2 separate regions of the Pan troglodytes genome follow, and region 1 is linked to region 2. Evidence: chromatin contacts called from public Hi-C data. All regions are on one chromosome and are shown on one strand. The core of a region is the stretch at or near the end of the contact, and the rest is flanking DNA. Distances in the headings are between cores, read along the strand shown. Region 1 overlaps DOK5 (docking protein 5). Region 2 holds the start of DOK5 (docking protein 5).

What was found. Hi-C and Micro-C count contacts between places; a contact is called where the count stands out from the background.
Region 1: a contact with region 2 is called in a Hi-C map of stem cell-derived neural progenitor cells, with 2.4 times the contacts expected there. The contact joins the enhancer-like site here to the promoter of DOK5 in region 2. A contact is called at or near these places in 1 of 7 Hi-C or Micro-C datasets (stem cell-derived neural progenitor cells) and 1 of 1 datasets of contacts at active chromatin or transcription factors (stem cell-derived excitatory neurons).

What each region holds. Positions count from the first base shown.
Region 1 is chr21:60,917,379-60,923,257 of NHGRI_mPanTro3-v2.0_pri, forward strand. The region is part of intron 6 of DOK5 (docking protein 5); the gene reads left to right. Among named protein-coding and RNA genes, the nearest start is that of DOK5, 150 kb to the left of the region's middle. Within about 2 kb of position 1,718, at least 8 of the 24 cell types and tissues checked have an H3K27ac peak or open chromatin away from gene starts, as enhancers often do. A contact at or near this core is called in stem cell-derived neural progenitor cells, where this site is marked.
Region 2 is chr21:60,767,761-60,773,692 of NHGRI_mPanTro3-v2.0_pri, forward strand. It overlaps DOK5 (docking protein 5), which reads left to right and starts at 1,910. Exons shown (of 8, transcript XM_009437437.4): 1 at 1,910-2,330. The coding sequence starts at 2,265.

The DNA.
Region 1 (5,879 bases), core at 468-2,967, 150 kb after region 2:
GGCAGTATCTGGAGTCATTTCTGGCTGTCAACAGTGGGGTCCCATTGGCATCTGGTGGGTAGAGGCCAGGAGTGCTGTAAGTTCCATACAATGCTTAGGACAGCCCCCCTGCCCTCGACAAAGAATGAGCTGGCCCCAAATGTCAATAGGGCCAAGGTTGAGAACGCTTGCTCTTCTGATAGACAGGTTCTCCTTGAAGCTGGGCCAGAATTGGATGGGTCTGTGTGTTTGGGGTTGAATATCATTTATGAGCTGTGCAACCCAGCCTCTGTTTGCCTTGTTCACATCATATGTAATAAGTGGGTGATACTAATGTCTCTGCCTGGTTTTGTTGGTTCACATGAGCTAGTGCTTGTAAGGCAACGAGATGAGGCATAGTAAGATTCAACACATGTGAACTATTACAGTGATTTCCTCTTTTTTTATTTTTATTTTTTTTTCTGAGATGGAGTGTCGCTCTGTCGCCCAGGCTGGAGTACAGTGGTGCAATCTTGGCTCACTGCAACCTCCATCTCCTGGGTTCAAGCAATTCTCCTGCCTCAGCCTCCCCAGTAGCTGGGACTACAGGCGCCCACCACCATGCCTGGCTAAGTTTTTGTATTTTTAGTAGAGACAGGGTTTCACCATGTTAGCCAAGATGGTCTCGATCTCCTGACCTCGTGATCCACCCACCTTGGCCTGCCAAAGTGCTTGGATTACAGGCGCGAGCCACTGCACCCGGCCAGTGATTTCCTTTTTACTTACACAAACCAATATGAGTTGGGCGAGGAGAAAGAGACTCACCTTGAAGCAATGGGGATATAAACAGGCAACACCAGGAATTTGAATGATGGAGCCGAGAGCTCTTGTTTCCTTAAGACCCTGATGATGTTTGTGCAGTATCAAAGAATAAAGCAAGCACAACCACATGTGACTATGAGGTAAGGCCCCTGTCTTCTGTGCAGCTCATAGCCTAGTACTCAGCAGGAATTCCAGAAATACACACAGTCAGTTATACCTGCTTTGTAAAGCAAAGTGCAACAAGAAAACAATATGTGAATACATGGTGTAGGCGATTCTGCCCAGCAGCCCACCCCTTCACCCTGGCATGTGCTTGGCATCTTGTCACAAAAGCACCTGCTTCCACTGAGTGTGAGCCTAGTGTTTAAAGGGACAATCTGATTATATGTGATTTTTATGTTATGCGTTAACTTTAAAAGCTGACCTCTGAGTAAGTGGCAGCTCCATTCGAGCCTGTAAACCTCTGGAAGGCGGGGACAAGGCCCCATGGGTGTGTAATAAGCTCAGGGTCTGGCACAGGGCTTAAAGGTTTGTTGAATGAACAAAATAGGGATCAAATAAGTTATTGTGTGAGCCAAGAGAAAAAGAAAAATCGAAGCCAAAATACCAAGTCCAGTTCTCTCCTAATGCCCAAACAGGGCACAGGTTCCAGGCAAGTCTGCTGTAAAAGGCCACAGAAAACTCAGTCCCTAAGGATATCTATTTCAATGTATAGGTGGGGGAGAGGATTTTTTTAGTAAGGAGGCAGAAAAAGTTACCGGAGGCAAAGGGAGCAGTGAATTTGTTTTATGCATGTGGCTGAGAATTCAGATGGCTCTGAATAAATTGATGCAAATCACTTTCATTCCCCGTGAAAATAACCATTTGAGTGCATCTGGTGCTCGGCAACATGCTGCACTTGGAAATTTGGCCCCAAATGGTTGATTTCACTAACAGTCTGCTTTGTCAAAGCTGTAAGCCACAATGGAGGCATTATTTCTGCCAGAGTCTGCTCACTGTGTAGTGTCTTTGCTGCATGTTTTTTTTTTTTCCCTTAGCAGGAAAGCGGTCTTTCTTTCTTACCCACATTTTTTTTTTCTAACATCGAGGAAGTAAGCCTCTACTCACTCTATTTTCTTGACAGTTTCATAATATTCTGTGATACCTTGGTAACATTTGGATGATAGGAGTACCCATCACTTTTCCTCCAAATGTCAGAACAAAAGAGAGGACTTGGAGAAAGTAAAGACAGCTCTTTGGGTGGTTCCTGCCAAACATCTGTCAGAGCTGGAATCAGAATTAGGCAGCCCATGAGGACTGGTTCATTAGAATGTTGGGGAAGACCACATGTTTGGCAGATCGTTAATTTCCACTTGAAAGAAGGCCCCTGGGACAGTGGGGGTCCAAGGGCCTCACAGAGGTTCTAATCTCCTGTTTTTCAAGATGGTGGGGGCAGCGTCATCTCCTTGCAGCCTAGACGTTTGGCCAGTTGCCATTTCTTTAAGCTTTGGAAATACAGTTAAGGTGGCTTTTATCATTTGGAACGGAGTAGATTTGAGTCCATCCTTTAGGATCTGTATAATACTCTCAGTACTTTCTATGAGAAATATGTAGAATTGTGTTATGAACTGTAGCTCTGGATTAAGAGGCCAGGTCCTATATCCTGGCTGGACATCTTTACCAGCTCAGGGTCCTTGGGCTACTAACTTTACCACCCTTAGTACTTGTTCCCCCTTCTACAAAGTGTGGATTATATTAGTTCACAACTTGCCAGGTGAGATAAGCAGGTGATTTCTTGGCACAGTGCCTGGTACCTATTAAATATAGCAGCAACCTGAGCTGTTATTATTACTGACTTGTAGTGGGAGAATAAAATGGCAAGGGAAGGCAGATTATAGGGAATCCCCATTCACACAAACGATTCATTCATTTCTTCAATCAATTCATCCATCCATAATTCAATTATCTAATTCCTTTTTATTAAATGCCTACTATATGCCAGGAATCATGGTGGGCACGACGTCTATGAGCATATACAAGAAATCTCTGCCTTCAGGAAGGAGAACTCTGCTGCGAGGGGGTCTTCTCTCCTTTTTAGAGGAAGGAGCACCGTTGTGGAGGCAGACAATGATATATCCAAAGCTTGGCTTTCAACTAGCTGTCTGACCAGACACTCTAAATCCTGGGGGACAGAGAAAGTGTGAAAGTTTTTATTCATTTTAAGTTTGCAGACCCTAGCACAGTGTGTGGCTTATAAATGATGCCCAGAGTACATAAATGGATGGGATGAGGGAATGAATGAGCCGAAGAACACCGAGTGCAGAATTCATCGAAAGGGGTGAGGGAAAGAGCGGAGGTTTTTAGGTAGGAAGCATGTGAGCAGAAAACACAGTTAGGAGGCTTCTTCTAATTGAGGGATAATTAGAGTTGGAATGAGTGGCTCCATCTGGCTCTTTGCTGAGAGTCTGCGTGCTTTATTTCCTTCAATTTTCACAACTATCCTTGGAGATAGGGACTGGTTTTTGAATCTTATTTATTTTTACATAAACACATGTCTGTAAAATTTAACTAACTGCAAAATTATGGTCATATAGATGATTAGTGCTTTATTTTTTCTTTTTATAATTTGTTTACGTGCATTTTTCCCCCTCCTGTCTCTTTATTAGCAATTCCTAACCTTGTTAAGAAGTTCACATGTACCTTTCCATGTTTTCCTGTGTACCCATATTATCCTGTACAGATATGCACATCTACATATATACATAGACACATACACAGATACATACAAAAGATGGGTGTCGTGATGCAATTGTTTATTTTACAAAATTGTGATCACAACACACGACTAACCCCTAGTTTTTCCATTCAACAGTAAACATTTAATGGAAATAGTTTGAAGTCTTGTAGTACAGTTGTAATTCAGAGGTTGACAAACTACAGCCCAAGGGTGAAATCTGGCCTATGACTGTTTTTATAATTTAAATTTTATTGGAACACAGCTACATCCTCCCTGTTCATTTATGAGTTGTTGTTCACACTGAAACAGCGGAGTCGAGTAGTTGGTGATGGTGTGGCCTGCAAAGCCATTTACTATCTGGTCCAAAACAGAAAAGTTTGCCAACTTTGTTCCTATTCATTCTTTTTGATGGCTGCATGATATTTCAGAGTCTTGATGTAACATAATTTATTAAACATACGTATAAGAATATCAGATTTTTTGCCATTAAAACAATACTCTTTGACTGTGAAGTGAGTCCCTGAAAATAAAAAACAAAACAAAACAACAACATCAAAACCAATACTGCAACAATTATCCTTGTACACAGTTCTTATAGATTGTCAACCTTATTGAATTGAGTTTGTGAACTTTAGTTAATGGAGTTTTCTAAACTCGGGAGTAGGATTGCTGAATTAAAGGATTTAAGTTGCTTTTTAAAATATTTAAATCAGTGTTGCTGCCTTGTCTTTTGAAATGCTGGAGTATCTTGCATTTTATTGGACATATTAGTAGATCCATTTCATAATGGCAGAAACTGAGGTTCGGTGGGTCACCCTTTAGTTAAGTAGAAAGGACGGGAACCAAAAGCCCTGGACTGATACTCACTGGGAACTGAAAGGAAGAAACAGGTTTGGGAAACTTGTCAGAGGTTGAAAGCGGAGAGAGCCTCTAGGGTCTGAGTGTAAATGTGTCTGTGGCGTGGGTCAAGGTGACAGGGTGAGGGTAAGGGAAAGAAAGACGCAGTGGATCTCCAACTTACGTGTGCATCACAGTCGTCTACAAAGCTTGTAAAGCCACAGATTTCGGGGTTCCACTTGAGTGTTTTAACAGGCCTGGGGCAGGGCATTGAAATGCACATTTCTGATAAGTACTCAGGCGATGCTGAGGTCACTAGACCAGGTAACATGCTTTCAGAACCGACGCTCTGGAGTGAATTTCAGGATCTGGCCCCTTAGTCCTGAGAAGAACAAAAAGATGTATATTCTCAAGAAGTGTGACCGTCTCAAGAAAAAACAAGGGATGGAATGGGAGCTACAGAAATCATAGCATGCACCTTGTGCTTCTCCACCCTTCATGATACAACGGTTCACAGTGAGACATACACACTGATCAGTAATCACATCCTGTGCTGAGAACAGAGTCAATTCAGGCATACTTTTCTACTTGTTTCATCACATCGGCGCTAGCCAGCCTTTAGTGTGTGTTAGCACTATATGTTCACAAGGTTGCGAGTGTTTAGGGAAACAAGAACATTCTCTCATTGGAGAAAATTGGATCCTTTTAAGAATTCATTCTTCCTTCTCTACTGAAAATACAAAAAAATTAGCCCGGCGTGGTGGCGGGCGCCTGTAGTCCCAGCTACTCGGGAGGCTGAGGCAGGAGAATGGTGTGAACCCAGGAGGCAGAGCTTGCAGTGAGCCGAGATCAAACCACTGCACTCAAGCCTGGGCGACAGAGTGAGACTCCGTCTCAAAAAAAAAAAGAATACATTCTTCCTGTAACACAAAGGGGAATGCAGCAAATCCAGCAGATGGAGGAAAGAGGAGGAACCAGAACTGATGCACAGGACTCTGTCTGTATGCCCTAAGAATGACTTACTCTTCTCATCAGCACGTGGTTGCCCCACGATCATCACAAAACTTGTTCAATAACATCTGCATCTCTGTTCCAGAGGAATTGGTTACTGCCACTTAGCATAGCAATTAGTATATTACGCAGTTTGTATCGATTAAATGAACCTGCTCCGTCAAGCAGAACGAGCCCCCCAAAATGCAGCTAATGTATTTTTCTCAATAAATTATGCCCCACACCAAACCATACAAGATGCATTTGTGAGAACTTTAGGAAGGTATTTTATAAACCTCAGAAATATCGACTTTTCAGACTTGGTAAATAGATTACACACTGCACAAGCACATTTTTTATTTTTAATGTCTTTTAGAAAATGGATTATCTATGATCATCGCTCTTTTTTAAGGGAGACCATTTGGTCTGAATCTTGTAGAAATGCAGGGAACATTTTAAGATTGAGTTAAAAGTATACTTGATATTCATGAAATATTTTGAATACTTCTTTCTAGAGACTCAAAATTATGTTTGGTTTCTTTGAGGACTCTGCTGC
Region 2 (5,932 bases), core at 660-3,159:
GGATTTCTCGCCTTCAGTTTTTGTCAGTAATTATTTCCGTTATTGTGGGCCCTTCATTTTCAGCTCCTTATGCCTTAATTTCTTCATTTTTTGTTTCTATAATACTGTGGACTTGGTCTATAAATGATGTGTTAGATAAATGCCTTCCATGAACACCTCTATTTTACAGCAACCATGGGCAGCATTTTTTTTTAAGTTCCAATCCTTCAAAAGGAGCTCTCCAAATGATTTTACCATTTCATCTCTTTTGGTGAGAGATTTAAAATTAAAACATCATTTTCCATAGAATGGCAACATGAAGACAGATGGTTTACTATGTAGCAAAAATAGTTCTCCCTGCCAGAATATCTCCTTTTTGATTGTCCCCATTTAGTCTCGGTTCTCCTATGACACATTCTTGGAGGATTCTGTTCTTTAACTGAAACTCATCAAGCCAAGGTGACTAAAAGCTAATGTTCCCAGTGAGAATGGGAAGATTCATATCGTCTTAGAGTTGAAAGACCTGTGGATGTCATCAGGTCAAACAATCCACTAGTCACTGAATCCTCTTCTCAATGGCTCTGAGCAGTGATCTCTAGCTTTAGCTTTGTCGCTTCCCAGTGAGTAAGAATTGTCTAATTTCTGATGATCATCTTTGCCTTTGTGAATAGTGCAAATGATTAGAAAGATCTTCCTTGGAAATCAACTAGTAACCTCTCTTTCTGTGAGATCCTCTCTTCAGAAGAGGAATAGGAGAATGTTTAGGAGCAGAGCTGGGCACTACACACACCTCCCTTCAATCCTAGCTCTGATAGTGGCCAGCTGTGAGACCTTAGCAAGTCTGTAAAATATGGATGCTGGTGCCTAATTCATTATTCCCTTAACAAGATTAGCACAATGCCCAGCACACTGGTGCTCAATGTGTGTTAGCAATTATCAATCAAGTATGCTTTAGGGAGGTAATGCAGTCAGGGGCAGGTGAGTGTGAAATTCAGTCCCCTTCTTCATCTTATTGTATAGGCAGTATCTCATAATGGCAATGAGAGCTCTATTGCCAGGCTAAGGAGGCTTAAATATGGGCCTGGTGTATACATTAACAGGGCACCTACCTCAAAAAGTGCAGGGGAGTTTGAATGAGTCAATCCATGCAAAAGGCTTGGAGAGTGCCTGGCACCTAGGTGGCCATCTTGATAACCACAAGGATTTACTGAGCACTTGCTCTGGGGTCAGGCTTTGGGGACAGACAGTGATGAGGCCAAGTCTCAGCCCCCTGGGAAACACATTCCGGCGGGAAAGAGGCTGAAACAGGGAAACTGTGGCAAATGATACCAGCGAGGGCTAGGTCCCTGACACAAGGAAACCCAAGGAAGCATTTAGCTTAAGCGGTGACAATATCCCTCTCCTCAGATGCCAAGGTCAAGGCGAGCTGCGGCAACACCATCTCCCCAGACACACACGCAAAATCGGCCCTTCTCGGGGAAAGGGCAGGGGCTGAAGGGGGAGGCGGGATGGGCGGCGGCTGGAAAAAAGTGAAATTTCCTCTCCTCCTAAAATAAGTCTTTGGAGCGAGGAGAGCGAGCGTTATCTCAGTAGGCTGTGGGCGAGGTGCGGGGGCGGCGGGGGCACGCTCCGGGTCCGCCGGGAGGGGAGGGATCGGAAGGGGAAGCGGGGAGGGAAAGGTGGGTGGGAGGCGCGGGGAGCGCGTTCCAGGGCGGCTGCTCACGGGTGGCCGCAGCCCAGTGCTGGGACTCGCGCGGCTCCTCCTCTTAGCCCCCCCACCCCTTCCTCCTCTTTCCTCCTCCTCCTTCCTCCTCCTCCTCCTCCTCCTTCCTCCTCCTCCTCCTCCTCCTCCTTCCTCCTCCTCCTCCTCCTCCTCCTCCTCCTCCTCCTCCTCCTCCTCCTTCTTCTTCTCCTCCTCCTCCTCCTCCTTCTTCTTCTCCTCCTTCTCGGCCGGGAGGAGGCAGGGCTGGATCCCTCAGCCGCCGCCGCTCCTCCTCCTGGCAGGCCGGCCGCGGAGTCAGCTGACGCCGGCGCTCCAGCCTCGCCTCCCCGCGCCGCGCTCTGCGCTCCCCGAAAGTGGCTGCAAGCCGGCCGCCCACTGTCAGGGTTGGGGGGACAGAGAAAGTGATGTGCGCCTTCTAAAGCCTCGCCCAGCGCCGCCGAAGCAGCTTCACCTCTCCAACTTTCTCCCACCGACTGCTTGTCTTGACCCTGCCCTCCACCCTCCCCAGAGCCACTTCGGGTGCGCGCTCTTGGGTAAAGGGGGGGGTCACCGGCTGTCTGGGATGGCTTCCAATTTTAATGACATAGTGAAGCAAGGGTACGTGAGGATCCGGAGCAGACGCCTCGGGGTGAGTATCGATCCTCTCCGTGTTGCTGTTCGCCGGTTCGATTGTCTCTCTCTTGAGCCAGCATCCCTGGAGGGTGGACGGAGAGTCCCCGGCCGCGCGCCGGAGAATTGCGCGGTGGCTTTCTCAGCCGAAACCCGCGTCTCCGGGGCTGTCACTGTAAGGCCAGCGTCTAGGTATGTAATGGATCTATCTTTATCTCTTGGATGACTTGGCTTTCTGATGGTGGCCGCGTGTTGGGCTTCAGTAGCCCCTGGAGCCCATCTACTCGAAATAAATATTTCTCGGTAGCCATGGAAGTTGGAGCCGAGAAGCCCGGGCGGGGGTGCCTGCCGGATGCCCCCGGTTCCCCTCTTTTCCCACTCGCCGCCAACTTAACTTTTCCGGGGGATGGATCGGCTGGTTGAGAAAGAGGACACGCATACTCGGTGTGAAAGAGGTCACGAACCTTCTGACCCCAGGGAGAGATTTCTGCCAAGCGTAAGGTGTCTTTGGACCCCCCCACCTCTGTCCCAGGTGTCGTGTCAAAGGCGGTGCGGGCTGGCCTCTGGTCGGGGCCAACTTGGGTAGATACTTGAATCTGGATTTCCCGCGGTTCGAAGCCGGGGTGGTGGATTTCTGTTGCTGGAATACACCCTGGAGGTCCACGGAAGGGTTATTTACGTGGAACCTGATACCTGGCATAGCGCAAGTGCTCCCTACATATGTCCTGAAAGGAAGAATGAATGAATCTTAGGGCACTTGGGACAGATGTTGACACAGGCTAGGTCCTTCCTTAAAACTCCCTCTTTCGCCCCTTTCTCTCTTGGCTCTTCGCTGGAGGAGGCTTCAAAAGAGAACCCACCCTTCCTCTCCTTGGGACTGAATGATGGTGGAAGAATTCTTGAGGGAGAGGGAAGATACTGGAACGATTTTTTTATTTCCTAAAAATTTCAAACTAGGTCCCTCATTTCTCTTTGCCTCCTATCAAGTGTTGTCGCTGTTTTAGTTGATCCTATGCGTTTGGACATAAGGGGTGAAAAGTGGGGGTGGAGAGGTGGCGGGGGCGGGGGGAGAAAATATCCTTTGGTGTAATGCCTGAAATAAGCATAATGTCAGTAATCGTGTGGAATGCCGCTATTGATAATGAGTGGTAAATTGAATAGCTTTCTTTAGAAATATGTGTCATTTGGCATCTTTCTCTTACTTGGTCTTTGGACTGTTTTAATGTGCCAGATACTTTTACTGAAAACTGAAAAGAAATTTCACAGTAGTAAACTCAGCTAGGGAGGGAAGCCCTGTGGGGAGGAACATCCGCAATTATTATAAAACTCTTGCCTAATTCGTTTTGGTCTTTTTCTTTTCTTTTTTTCCCCTGCTGGTGACCATGTTTTAGCGATTATGTCCTGTGTTATTGTGAATATATACATATGTAATTAGGGAGAAATGTAACAGAATTCACCATTTCCATCAGCTCTGTCAAAGTTTCCTTGGTTTTCTTTTCTGCTATGCAAATATTCTCGTCTTCAAGAGCACCCATTGTTGGGGGTACTTTACTGAGTGACTCCCATGTAAGGGGCAAACAATAATGGGAACTTTCTATTTTTGGTATGCTTATAGGCTGGCCAAGTGTTACAATTTTAAGGGGAGTTAAGTTAAAAAAAAAAAAAAAAAAAAACAGCATTCTAATTTAGCTTTACTCCATCATGTCAATGGAAGGAATTGGTATGAGACATCCATTCTGTGTTAGGGAGCATTCCAATGGGAAGAGGACATGCATTATTAATGCACAAAATATGAATTATTCATAAGGATCAGAGTTTATGCCAAATTGTGACACATGGTAATTTATTTGAAAAACTGGTTACCATCACTTTCTTGTTTGTGGTAACTGAGGTTATTTTTTCTAGATTATTACAATTGACACAACATAGCCCTATGTGTGTGCCAACATTTATGGACAGATATTTGAAGCAGAAGGAACAGAAATATTTAGTTTGTATTTGTTTTATGTTTTACAGCATTTTGGATGCTAGTGAGCAGTATACTTTCTCAAGATTTATTGTTTTTGTCTGTGTTCACGTTCAGACTTCAGAATATCTATTGAATTATGGTTATTGCTCACGGAGAGAAAAGGTCAAAAATATGATCAAGTAAATCTGGTCTTATTTGTTAGCATTGGTTTTCTCACCAGTTAATTTTTAAAATATTCTTATGGTATGATTTACAAAAGAGGCTGATTACATAGTTGCCAGAACACAGTGCAAACCAAAGTTTTAATGGAGGCTGCAAATATTGGTGAAGGATGCTGTACGGAATTGGCATGGGGACCCTATGTCCACAGTAAGGAATGTTAGCGGTATTAATCTAGGCTACATATAGTCTAGAACAGCATGCGACATGTATCTTCCAGGAATATGTGCCAGTCTCAAAGAGAGGTAGGGCATTTATTTTGTCTAGCACAGAGTAGGCACTTGGTAAGTTCATGTTGAAATATGTGCTGAACTATATAGTGCATGGATGGTCTTGCCATTTATAACCTTTAGGAACTAATACAACAGCATTTATTAATGGAATCCAGACCATGTTTGGGACGGTTTATAATTAAATACAAAAACATTTCATGGTAAGCAGCTGTTCCTGGTGCCAAGGAATAAATGCTTCTTCAGATTTGGAGAAAGAGGAGAAGGGAACGCATTCGGCTTCTATTGCTTGTTGACCTTTGACCTTTCTTGGCCTCAGTTTTCTAGTCTGTACAATGAACACTATTTAATGATGTTCTTGGGAGCATTAAAGAAGATATTTGTGAAAATGCAATGAAAGTCTAGAACATTGATTCTGCTTGTATCATTTTCTTTAATCAAAGATGAGTTAGGATTGGTAGACGGATATAGGAATTATCTATTTCCTTCTCTTTCTATGTAGAAGTGTACAAAGGCATAAATGTTTATGCAGCTCCAGATTTTTTCAATGGATGAAACTTTTACAAATTATACACATATATGTGTATGTGTGTGTATTTTTATACATAGGAATAAATATATACATACAACCTATGTACATATTGTATAATATATAATATACATATATTTATATATGTGATTTTTTAACAGGACAGGAAACATTCTAGAAACATTCCCATTCAAATGGGTCACAGATAAGTGGTCACCTTCATTTGAAATCCTAAAGAGTTTAAATGATTAAGCAATCAAATATGTATAGACTTATTCTCTTCTTTAGACATCAAAAAGCTTAATGAAATACAATTCATTTAACTCAAAAGTTTCAGTATCTTCACATCTGTATTCCCCAGCTTAATCCCCATTGTTTCCTGGAGGTCTCCAGCTGTGCCCTGGGTACTGAATTTGTTCAGGAATGTCGACATTACTATTTGGGGGGCTGGGGGAAGGAGAGGAGCAGCTGTCCATAATTATTTGACTAATCCATTAAATGCACTAAAAATTTCTTTTTAGGGGAGAGGCAAATCAGGCAATTTGTACAACATTAACCTGCTGAATGTGTGACTTAGATGGCATCATATAACAATTCTCATTTCGTTTCTTTCCTTGCAATTGAGATGATTTTCCAATCAATCATTGTCATGGCTTGCCCACAGTGCAAGTTTT